2 separate regions of the Ovis aries genome follow, and region 2 is linked to region 1. Evidence: chromatin contacts called from public Hi-C data. All regions are on one chromosome and are shown on one strand. The core of a region is the stretch at or near the end of the contact, and the rest is flanking DNA. Distances in the headings are between cores, read along the strand shown. Region 1 holds the start of TBATA (thymus, brain and testes associated). Region 2 holds the start of PCBD1 (pterin-4 alpha-carbinolamine dehydratase 1).

Region 1 (6,080 bases), core at 2,101-4,600:
ATTCCACCGCCACCCCCATGGCACTGAGCCGGGCCTCTCCCAGGGTCCTTTCTCAGCCATGCCATCCAGCCCTGGGGAACCTTCGGTCTTCCTACGATGCCTGAGTAGGGAGCCAGGATCCATCTGAGAGAACTCAGATGGAATCTCCCAGGACCCAGTTTTCTCTCCGAGACCATTTCCGAACCCAGAAGGAGAAGCTCTAGACCTACCTCCCCGTCCAGACCCCTGCGGTGGAGCACAGGCACATTCTGTGCGCCTCCAGGGCCAGGGGGCTGACCCCAGCGTGGGCCTCTCCCCAAGCCAGACAGTGGGCGGCCCAGGGGAAGCCAGCTATAGGCTGCCCCCCGCCCCCCGCCCCCCGCCTTGCCCTCAGGAGCAGTTTTGGCCCAGACTCAGCATCCAGGAGCTGATGCCAAAGCCAGACTAGGCCAGCCAGTCCTCTTCCCGTGAGGGGCCCCCTGGGAGCTGCAGAACTGTTGGTCTGGCTATCTGGGCTGCGTCACTGTGGGGAAGCTTCAAGCTCTTGCTTCGCTTCACTTCACTTCACTGGAGACAAGCATCTCAGGTTCTCCGTCCTCCACCCGCACCCCTTCCCTCTCCTGAGGATGCTGTGCCTCCCCCCAGAGGAATAGGTGGAGTCGGTCCAGCAAGGATCCAGGGGTGGGCTGCTCTCCTCCAGGGGCCTGGTGGGACCACCTGCCTGCTCGCTGTCTGCTTCCCCTTCCGGCGGCCCTGGCTGAAGGGAGGCCCTCTGGAGGTGTGTAGATGGACTCTGGATATGCTAAGCAAGGCATGCTGCCCCGGGGCCCTCTGAAGCTTTCGGTGACCAGGCCCCTGAGTTTCCTGTTCCATCCTTGATTCGCTTCTAGGGGATCTGGGACTTAAAGAAATAAAGTAAACCTTCCCTGAACGTCACTGTTAGCTGACCTCCCCTGCCCCCAACTAACAGTGGAAGTCACCCGCTGAAACCCCCGGAATGTTTATGCTCCTGACCCGAGCCACCACACCCTCTCTCGACCCAGGAGGGGCCCTGCCTGTGACCTGTGTTAACTCAGGCCTGAGAACCCACTGGGCGCCTGACTGATAGCAGAGGGAAGGTGACCTCCTCTTGGACCCTCAAACTGTTGAGTTCCTTTGTATTCTACCCTCCCCAGCTCCCTCCACCTCCTCCGTCAGCAGGGAAGGCACTGGGGACCTTACCTCGGCAGTGAATGCTCTGCCAATTGGGCCCTCACTTCTGTGGCCATCGGGGGCCCTCTAACAGAGTAAAGACTGATGCTCTTAATACGAGTGTTGAAGATGCATAACAGGAACAGACACTTTAGGGGAAAAATTGGCAATAGCTTATAAAATTGAACATTTGCCTGCCATATCCCAGTATAACCCAGCAACTGCATGTGTGTGCGTGCTAAGTCACTTCATTCGTGTCGGACTCTTTGCGACCCATGGACTGTAGGCTGCCAGGCTCTACTGTCCATGGGATTCTCCAGGCAAGAGTAGTGGAGTGGGTTGCCATGCCCTCTTCCCAGGGATCTGCCCAACCCAGGGATTGAACTCGCCTCTTTTATGTCTCCTGCACTGGGAGACAGGTTCTTTACCACTAGCGCCACCTGGGAAGCCCTATAATGGAACGTTCACATGCCATATCCCAGCATAACCCAACAATTACTGTCCCAGAAATATACCCCAGAGGAGCTCTTGCAGATGTGTAAGAATATTCAAACCAGCATTGTTCGAATTAAAAAACCTGGTGACAGTTCACATGTCCAATGGCAGAAGAGAAGATGAATATGCTGTGGCCCATTCAGACAATTGAACATTATACTGCAGTGAACATGAATGAACCACAGCTACATGCAACAACATAGATGAATCATACAAACGTAATGAACAGTCAGGGAAAGCAAATTGCAGAAGACCATATAGCTTGAGATCCTTTTTTAAAAATAAAATTCAAAAGCGAGCAGAATTATCATAAAGGTAATGAAACAAAAGCAATGAAACTGCAAAATTCATGTAGTGGCTATTTCTGAGGGCAGATAAAGGGCGGGGGGAGGAGAGGAGCACGTAGGATGTCTTGCTGGTGGTCTTCTAGCTCTTGGTTTCAGAGGTGCTTCTATTGGCATTCGTCATATTACTAAATAAGCTAGATGACATGAATGAAAGATAAACGGCAAAGCCAAATTGACACTTCAAGGTGACGATGAATCTGTAAGTGAAGTGCTGGGGTTGCAGGTGCCGAGGATGGGTGCAGCAATCAGCACGTTCTGAGAATTAACCCTCTGAGTCATAGAATCTGCAGGGCACCCCAGAGATTCTCCCAGGGCCAGGCTCCCATCAGGTTAGGGTGGAGGGGAGCAAACAGCACTGCCTGAGATTGGGGAAGGGGAGAGACTTTGAGATCAAGGAGCCAGGCATCCTTACTCAGTCTCCTAATCTTTCCCTAAAGACAAGACTAGCTGGTAGGGCATCCTTTGAAGGGAGTTTGGACATCCTTGATGAAGAGGCTAGGCTCTGGAGCGGTGGTTCCCAACCCTTTTGTTACCAAGGACTGGTTTCATGGAACACAATTTTCCCACACATCGGGGAGTCAGGGGAAAGGGTTTCAGGATGAGTCAAGCACATTACATTTATTGTGCACTTTATTTCTGTTTTATTACGTCGACTCCACCTCACATCATCAGGAATTAGATCCCAGAGACGGGGGACCCTTGCTCTAGAGCACTTCGATGCTGCAGGGCTGAGGACAGGGCATTTACAAGCACATACCCACCTGCCTACAGGAAAAGGAATCAACACGATAGACTTTTAAAAATACTTTTGACTGTGACCATCGTAAGAAACTCATTTTTATATTGTAACCCAGTTCACACACACACGTGTGCATTTACTTGTGTGTGTACGTGAAACTGAAGCAGTTCTTGTCCTTGTTGTATATGACACATACTGATAGTGTCATCCTACTTTTTGTCTTCGTTTTGTCGTTATCAAACTATTTCATTGATTTTATAAGCCACTGTGGGCCATATCACACAGCGGCTGGGAAGAGGTCAACAGGGCCTCTAACGGGCCTGGCCTGCCTTTGCCAGAGCGGGCCAGGCTGGGCCCCACTGCATCTGCCCTTGACCTTCCTTCCCTTTGCCCCTGGGTTCCCAGTTGGCCAGGCACAAGGGCCCTGAAGGCTGATACCAATTCAGAAACAGAACTTCCCTTTCCCCCTCTGTGCCTTCCCGCCGGCTGACCTCTGCACTCACCAAGGAAAGTGGCCGCTATAGTATGTGGGTGAGTAGCCCTCGCTGCTGGAGCAGGAAAGAGCCAAAGGACAAGACAGCGGGAAGCCTTGTCAGTTCTGTGGGAAAGCCTGTCGCTTTGTGACTGCATCAGCCAGTGGTTGCTAGGTTACCCCTGCCCTACAACTCCAGAACCACTCCCCAGCACCCCTCTCCTCACCCCTAGCCAGCTCCTCTTACCCTTCCTGGAGGGGCAGAAGGGCTTACCGAGCACCCCCTGCTTTCCTGCCCTCCAGGCTCCTCCTCTCTCTCCCATTCAGCACTTTCAATGGGGCTCAAGGGAGAAAATGAGAACTGGGGGCTTGTTTCAGCCAGCGTGCAGCAGGCAAAGAGAGAAAAACTGGCCAAAAGGTTTGGTTGGGCTGGGTGCCAGCTCTGTCGGCATGACCAGGCTGTCTGCCACTGTGGAGGAGTCTGTCCCCCTGCGCCCTATTTCTGGGGGTTGATTCTCAGAGAGCTGTCTCTTAGAAGGAAAGGAGGTGGCCGCCAACAGGATCCAAAGCCTTCCTGCGGCCCTACTCCAGGCAGGAGAGCTGGGTGGAAGGGCCCTGGACTGTCAGTGGCAGGGGTCTCAATGGGATTCTGACCCTCCCTAGGTGCGCTGCCCTAGGGGTGTCATCTGTGCTGCCAGAGGTGTGCGACAGTGGCGAGAATACTTGGTTCCAATTCCAGCTCTACCTCCTAGCTGTGCAACCTCAGACAATTTACCTGATGTCTCTGAGCCTCAGTTCTCATGTCTCTGAAATGGAAGATGATTCTTGCGCTCATTCTCATGGGATTTTTGAGATTGCCTAATGTAAAGCCTTCTGACTGTGTGGATCCCAACAAACTGGGAAATTCTTAGAGATGGAAATACCGGACTACCTGCCCTGCGTCGTGAGAAATCTGTGTGAAGGTCAAGAAGCAACAGTTAGAACTGGACATGATACAACAGACTGGTCCCAAATTGGGAAAGGAGTATGTCAAGGCTGTATATTGTCACCCTGCTTATTTAACTTATATGCAGAGTACATCATGAGAAACGCTGGGCTGGATGAAGCACAAGCTGGAATCAGGATTGCTGGGAGAAATATCAATAACCTCAAATATGCACATGACACCACCCTTATGGCAGAAAGCAAAGAATAACCAAACAGCTTCTTGATGAATGTGAAAGAGGAGAGTGAAAAAGTTGGCTTAAAACTCAACATTCACAAAACTAAGATCATGGCATATGGTCCCATCACTTCATGGCAAATAGATGGGGAAACAATGGAAACAGGACAGACTTTATTTATTTGGGCTCCAAAGTCACTGCAGATGGTGACTGCAGCCATGAAATTAAAAGACACTTGCTCCTTGGAAGGAAAACTATGACCAACCTAGACAGCATGTTAAAAAGTAGAGACATTACTTTGCCAACAAAGGTCCATCTAGTCAAAGCTATGGTTTTTTCAGTAGTCATGTATGGATGTGAGAGTTGGACTATAAAGAAAGCTGAGCACTGAAGAATTGATGCTTTTGAACTGTGGTGTTGAAGACTCTTGAGAGTCCCTTGGACAGCAAAGAGATCCAACCTGTCCATCCTAAAGGAAATCAGTCCTGAATATTCATTGGAAGGAGTGATGCTGAAGCTGAAACTCCAATACTTTGGTCACCTGATGGGAAGAACCAACCCATTTGAAAAGACCCTGATGCTGGGAAAGATTGAAGGTGGGAGGAGAAGGGGACGACAGAGAATGAGACGGTTGAATGGTATCACCGACTCAATGGATATGAGTTTGAGTAAGCTCTGGGAGTTGGTGATGGACAGGGAAGCCTGGCATGCTGCAGTCCATGGGGTTGCAGATTTGGACACAACTGAGCGACAGAACTGAACTGAATGTAATGCACATGGAAGTGTTTAGAATAGTCCCTGGCACCAGATATGATCTCCTACGTTATTACCCTCTCGGAGCCTGTAAAATGGGGTGTCGTCACCTAATTCTCAGGTAGTTCTGAAGGACAAATGAGCTGATAGAAGCGAAGCACCTGTCAGATGCCTGGCGCATAAGAGATGCTCACAAATGGTAATAATACTAATCACTAATGTTATTGGCATCTTTTTTTTTAATTGTAGTATGCAGATGACACCACCCTTATGGCTGAAAGTGAAGAGGAACTAAAAAGCCTCTTGATGAAAGAGGAGAGTGAAAAAGTTGGCTTAAAGCTCAACATTCAGAAAACGAAGATCATGGCATCTGGTCCCATCACTTCATGGGAAATAGATGGGAAACAGTGTCAGACTTTATTTTTTTGGGCTCCAAAATCACTGCAGATGGTGACTGCAGCCATGAAATTAAAAGACGCTCACTCCTTGGGAGAAAAGTTTTGACCAACCTAGATAGCATATTCAAAAGCAGAGACATTATTTTGCCGACTAAGGTCCGTCTAGTCAAGGCTATGGTTTTTCCTGTGGTCATGTATGGATGTGAGAGTTGGACTGTGAAGAAGGCTGAGCACCGAAGAATTGATGCTTTTGAAGTGTGGTCTTGGAGAAGACTCTTGAGAGTCCCTTGGACTGCAAGGAGATCCAACCAGTCCATTCTGAAGGAGATCAGCCCTGGGATTTCTTTGGAAGGAATGATGCTAAAGCCGAAGCTCCAGTACTTAGGCCACCTCATGTGAAGAGTTGACTCATTGGGAAAGACTCTGATGCTGGGAGGGATTGGGGGCAGGAGGAGAAGGGGCCGACAGAGGATGAGATGGCTGGATGGCATCATGGACTCGATGGACGTGAGTCTGAGTGAACTCCAGGAGTTGGTGATGGAC
Region 2 (6,518 bases), core at 3,942-6,441, 140 kb after region 1:
CTGTGTGAATCACTGTATGTTCATTAACTCATTTCTTATCCTTGCATCTGGCATTAACTTCATTCATGCTGCCTAGTAATATTTAATTATTTTTCTACTTAATTCCCAGAGACAATAGGAGCTTAGAGTGTTCCGGTCCCCTTTCCCCTTAGCAGTCTGAACACTGTCTTGCACAAAGTAGGTGCTTTAAATGTCTATTGACTCCAATTTGGCTTGGCTTGTGGAAAAGAAGATTCTAGAGCCTGAGGCCAAGTGAAATAACAGTTTTATTTTAGGCATAATAGTGCATGGGTTTCTGTCATATAGGCTAAAGATGGTCCTAGCTTCTAAGATAAGACTGTTTATCTTAGACACAGCTTTTATCACAGCTTTTTGGGAAGTGAATTAGAAAGTGAGCAAGACACAGCTTGGAAATAAAGTCATTATTTTTGCTGGAGAGTTGTAATGAAAGAGAAGAGCTTATTCAAATCAGCGTACACATCCTAGAGCCTCAAGGAAGATGAAAATGATGTGGGGTAAAACCGGTCTGAGTTCCTGGTCTTAGCAGTGACGTTGGCCTCTCCTTCCAACAAGCAAGGACTTGCCCCTAAACGGAGGCAGCAGGGTTGATTTGGCAGTTCTGACTACAGTAGCATCTCGGGGCTCCCCCAGCTCCCTCTCTGGATCCCCAGTCAGCGCCCTCCCTTCCCTGGAAGAGCTGACAGAAGGGCAGGGTCTACGTCATGGACACTGCTACTTGCTCGATGAAGCTGGCCAGGTTTATGTCCCGTTCTGAAAGGCCCGCACACTCGTGAGTGCTCAGGGTGATGTGGACCTGAAACAAAACCACAGAGATTCCAGACCAGCTGGTTCCACCAACTGAGCCCACGAGCAGGAGGGAGTCACCAGCTCCTGGGCTCAACCACACTATGAAGAGTAACGAGGCACACTGGCTCTCCCCGGGGCTGCCTTCTTGACCAGTCTTTTACAGGGCAAAACTGTCTTCTATTACATCTCCATAAATAGTGGTGACTGCAGCACGGGATAAAGAGGAAAGATCCAAATATCAAGAGCAATCTAAAAGCTAAAGACAAGACTCCAGACCAACTTCAACTCCTAAACACTGTCCATTTATAGATGGTCTCTTCCAACCTTAATGCTTTTAGAAAGAGTCCAGCACAGCGCTTGGTGCATGGCAGGCATTTAATGACTGTTTCCGTTCATTTAGCAGACAGGCTGACCTTCCTGGTGTGCCTGGGTATTCCTAGTTCAAGATTATTGCTTTTTCATTCTTCTATATCTCAAGAAAAATTTTAGCCCTTGAGAGCTATTAACAGTGAATACGCCTGGTTCCCACGGGTTTTCCTTCCTTGGGATTTTCCTCCTTAATGTCTATGTTAACCACACATTATCTCACTAGTGTTCTAGTTTGCATTTTTTTTAAAATCTGTAGTGAGACTGAGTATTTTCCAGGGGCCGTTTATGTCGATTCTAGGAAGGAGATGAAAGGAACAGGAGCTGATACTATGTCAGTGAGGAGGGCCCACAAGGAAGTCCAAGGGAGAGGCCCTCAGAGCGAGCTGGAGTTCAAGGCATGCAACACTCACCTTGTTATACACGTTAAACCATTCGGGATGGTGGTCCAATTTCTCAGCCTGCAGAGCCACTCTTGTCATGAAGCCAAAAGCCTGTTTAATGAAGCAAGACCCAGGTTAGTATTCTGAGAGAAAGGACAGCTGGGCTCTCTTTACGGCCAGTGTGAGGCCCAGAAGGAGGAGGATGGCCCCGATCCCTACAAGGTAACCTTTCTAGCTTTAAGCATCCCTCCTGGTGCCCTGCCACTAGCTCTGAGGCTGGAGTTTGAGGTGGTCCTTCTGCAGCAGAAAGTCTTATCACTAGGACCACTAAGAAGGCGGAAATCCCAAAGAGGTTTTGCGTCTTGGCCAACCTTTAGGTTATCTACTAAAATGTCTTCAAATAGTCACCTGTTTCCCACTTGAACTGTCTCCTCTTAGGACTATTTCTAAAAGTTCCAGGAATGGAGAGTCCATGGCTTCCCTGGTGGCTAAAGAATCTGCTTACAATGCAGGGGACCCAGGTTCGATTCCTGGGTCAGGAAAATCCCCCGGAGAAGCGCATGGCAACCCACTCAGTATTCTTGCCTGGAGAATCCCATGGACAGAGGAGACTGGCAGGCTATAGTCCATGGGGTCGCAGAGTCAGACACGACTGAGCGACTAACACACAGAAAATGGAGACAGCCCAGGGCCTATCTTTAGCTAAACTGGATGAAGACAACCAAACTGGATTCGCACAGCATCTTGAGAGTCTTGGCTTAAAGTACTCTAAGGGAGGGAACACGTTCTGGAGTGTGACCCCATCAGCCCCGGTCTCAGGAACTGTGTCCCACCCCAGTCATACCCGATTAAAGTCTTTGAAATGGAACTGCTTGAAGATGGCATCCCGGCCTTCCAGCTCGTTCCACCCCACGGCCCGCAGGTTTGGCAGCAGCTGGTCCCTTTCCTCAGCACTCAGCCTGTGTGCTTTGCCAGCCTAGGAGAGGGAAAACACAGACGCTCAAGGGCACTCCCCCCCCCCTTTAAACAGGACAAAAGAGAGGGCCCTGGGCTGTTGGGGAAATTTAGCCAGCCTCCACTGGTGGCTGTGGTAACACAGTCAAAGGGCAGCTTGTCTAACGCAACAGACTGGGAGGAGGGGCTCTGGCTCGGGCACTGATAGGTTCTTAGAGAACAGAGAGTCCTGAGGTGTAACGCCAGTCACCGGGGCAGAGAAACGTTCCTCCCTGCGCCTGTCCTCAGAGCTTTCAGAGGGCACCTCTCCATTTAAAAATCAGATCTCTTTCATTCATGAGAGAATAAAAGCAAATCCTACTGTGACTGTGAACTGAAGAGGAAACAGGCCTAGAGAGGGGAAATGACAGCCCCCTCTCCCCGACTCCCCTGTTAGTGAAAGCACAGGCATCATTCTCAAGATGGGTCCATATCCCTGGGGACTGGCAAAGGAACCAGCACTTAAAACATATCCCAGGAGATTCTTAGCTATTGGCACTACCTCCCAGTGGGTACCCCACCTCGTTGCTACACAGCCTCTGGTTCCCAGCTGCCAGGCCTATGTTTCTTTAATTTCTACCTTCTTTTCAGCTTGTCAGCTTGTCAGCTTGAGCCAGAGCTCAGGCCCGAAGCAGGAGTAACTTGGCCAAGGGCAAACAGACAGGGCAGTGCCTCAGCCTATTTTCCAATTGTGCAAAATATCCCTGGGGCAGCCCAAACTGGCACCATTCAGGCTATGAGGGGAACCTTCTCTTGGAAAACAGAAGAAAGGAAAGGTCCGTGCTCCAGCCTCGTAAAAAGATCCAGGTGGAGGAGCTTAAGGGATCCTAGAATTTAGGCCTGTGAAGTAGAATTACCCAAGGATGGACATTGTCGGGAACCAAATTAAAAGTGAATTAGTTAGGTCTGGGAAAAGAATATGAGGGAGGTTAATTTAGTTTTGATAAGGCAGCCTGCAAACTGGAAGCCAGGTGGCCTGGGGGCACTCATTTCTCCTGCTTGAAGGGTAAAAAGGTACAAGAACTGCCACTTTAGGAATCAGCAAGGGGAGCCAGGAGACACTTAACTCCATTGCTATTGAGGGGATATTATTTGCATTTTTAAAAGGAGACTTCTTGAGGCAAGCAGGTCTATGATAGGCCTTCAGGTGTGGGTTAGAACTGAACAAAACACTGCAGGGTCCTGGTAACTCAACAGTTTTCTCCCTCCTAAAAAGCGTGGGCTCTCTCTGGACAGATCTGGATGGGTCCGTCTCCTCTCCTAGGCTCTGTAAGATCAGCAAGGACAGCTGAGATTTACATCACCATTCAACCCAGTCTCTCTTCCACAGCCTGGCCCTGTCTCAGTGGCTGATAAGCCTGGTCTATGTATCCAGGCAACCAGATGGCAGCTAAGGCATCAGAAGCTACTACCTAGTACGCTGACTCTGAAAGGAGTGCATGGGTACTAGCGGGCTCCTAGGAGGCTCCCCTTTCTCTTTAGAGTCTTCTGGAATCCCCAACATTTCACAGCCTGGGGCTGAACTGACAAACCCCTCTGAGATCTGGGCTCAGAGAGGGAGCAGGGGCAGTGTTAGCTTAGTAAATCCCAGGCCAGGCCTGGGCCTCTGGGTGTGCAGAGGGGTTACTGATTACCCACGCCCTGCAGCTGCGGAGCCTCAGTGTACCTCACAATCAGCTCACCCACCACCTCCCCTATGTTCAAGCCAAGGTCTCCAAAGTGCCCTCCCAGGTGTCACCGCAGTCCCAGCTGCTCCTGATGCTTTGGAGCCTAACGTTTTTGCTGTTTAGTAAAGGTCTGGGTCTAGAAGCGTCCCTTCCTGCTGCCCTGCAGGTTCACCTTCATCTCTATAGCTGAGCATAGGGCCTGACACTCTGCTCCCAGAAAGTTCAGCCTGGAGGGCATATGATCCTGAGCAATCACGTCCCCACTGCCGGGCACAGGCCTCAAACTAGGCGCCAGAGGCTGGCCCTGAGGTCCAGGCTCCGCAGAGGGGGCTCAGCTAGACCTCATGCCCCGAAGTGCAAGCGAAAAGGACAGTAAACAGGCAGGCAGAGGCACACGGGAAATTCAGCCGCCCCTGCTTTGCACACCCACACAGGCATCGGTCTCCTCGCCGCTGCACCCCGCCCCCGCCAGCCCCCATAGGACAGGGCCGCGCCACCGAGGGGACTAGGTCTCCGGGCTAACTGTGCGGCCATTCCCCATCCCCGTCTCACCGCCCCCTCCCTGCCCGAGGCACCGAGGCCCTGAGCGGACTCTGGCCTGGGCTCCCCGCTGGCTGTCACTGAACCTGCCACCGCCCGTCTCTCGGCCTCAGCGACCCCGGCGGCACCACTGCGGGTAGGGTGGAGGCGGGACCGAGACCCCGACTCCCCCCGCCCGGCGCGCGGCTGCTTCGCTAAGGCCTGGGCGGGAGGCTCCCCCGCACGCCCAGCGCGGTCCTCTGGCCTGGGCGGGGAGACTGTGCGGGCCCCGGCCCTCCTCCGCTCCTCCCGCGCGTCCCCGCCGAACCCGCTGCCCGCACGGCGGCAGCGCGTGAGCCCCCTCACCATGCCGGACGCGGGGGCGGCAGCAGCAGCAGGTGGCCGCGGAGTCCACCGGCGCGACGCCCGGCGCTCTCGGAAGCCGTCGGGCGGGGCCGCGCTCGGGCCGCCCCGAGGCGGGAGCGCGGCCGAGAAGGAGCCGCCCACCGGTAATCATTAACAACCGCTGAGGTTCCCTTCCAGCACTTTCCTCGGAGGCAAAGTTACAGGGAGCTGGGGGAGTTCAGGACCCGGGCTCCAAACGCGGACTTCAGTATTTGCATCGCGCGGTGCCGCCTCCTATGTGACTCTGGGCGCGAGATTACTTTTTCTTTCCTACAAACACCTCATTGAGAAACTGACCCTCACAATAAGCTCCGCATATTTCAAAGGTACACTTCGATGCGTTTTGACGTAGTAGGCATCTGTGCAACCATGCATCACCACGTGGTATGCATCGCCGCGATGAAGATCATGAACATAGACATAACCCCTAGATAGCCTGCTCCTAACTCAGACAACCCCTAACCTGTTTCCCTATAGATAAGGTTGCATTTTCTATGTGAATGGTATGTGAATGATATGTGAATGGACAAAACATTCCATTCTTATATCTGCCTTCTTTCACTCAGCATAATTACTTTGAGGTTGATCTGCGCTTTTGCATATATCAATAGTTATTTAATAGTGTTACATTGTGTTGGAAGTGTTACAGTTTGTTGGACATTTGGGAAATGCTACAATTTGTCTGACATTTGGGTTGTTTCCAGTTTTTGACAGTTAAAGCTGCTGTAAACTTTTGGGTGCATATATGCTTTCGTTTTTCTTTCATATGCAGGGGTATATGCTTATAAGTTGTTAGGAAAACTACCAAACTGCTTTTCCAAGTGGTCAGATTATTTTACATCCCCATCAGTAGTGTATGAGACTTTGAGTTCCCCCCCACCTTCACAGGTGCACAAAAATTTGCCATGTCAGTCTTTTAAATTTTAGCCATTCTAATTGGTATGCAGTGATATCTCACTGTGGTTTTGAGTTTCCTTAATGACTAATGATGTTAAATACCTTTTTGATAGGGACAGAGTAAAGGGATAGAGTACGTGATTAAATAGTTAATCCCACAAGGGGATGGTAAGTAGAAAAAAGTATAGGAGACCCCTGTAAGTTAATGGTTACTCAGGAGAGCAGGTTTGCTTAACCACAAAACCAAGTAGGCTTACTTAGCAGCTAAACCATGCAACAGAAGCATAAGACATGCCCCCAAACAATGAAACAATGGTGGCTTGAGACCTACATCCTGCCCAGGGAACTCAGTAAGTTAATGATCCCTAGGACATGCTCTCTGCACAGATTAAAAAAAAAAAAAAAAACAACCAAAAAACCACAATAATTTGTGAACCTAACTTAACCATGCAGGGACAAGAAAACTCCCTACCCAACCTGG

What was found. A called contact is a pair of places that touch in the nucleus more often than the background predicts.
Region 2: a Hi-C map of liver shows a contact between it and region 1, with 3 times the contacts expected there. The contact joins the promoter of PCBD1 here to the promoter of TBATA in region 1. A contact is called at or near these places in 2 of 16 Hi-C or Micro-C datasets (both in liver).

The regions. Positions count from the first base shown.
Region 1 is chr25:26,160,607-26,166,686 of ARS-UI_Ramb_v3.0, forward strand. It overlaps TBATA (thymus, brain and testes associated), which reads right to left and starts at 3,351. Exons shown (of 9, transcript XM_042240878.2): 1 at 3,255-3,351.
Region 2 is chr25:26,301,195-26,307,712 of ARS-UI_Ramb_v3.0, forward strand. It overlaps PCBD1 (pterin-4 alpha-carbinolamine dehydratase 1), which reads right to left and starts at 5,192. Exons shown (of 4, transcript XM_015104414.4): 1 at 5,102-5,192; 2 at 2,401-2,532; 3 at 1,587-1,667; 4 at 249-814. The coding sequence starts at 5,104. The coding sequence ends at 716.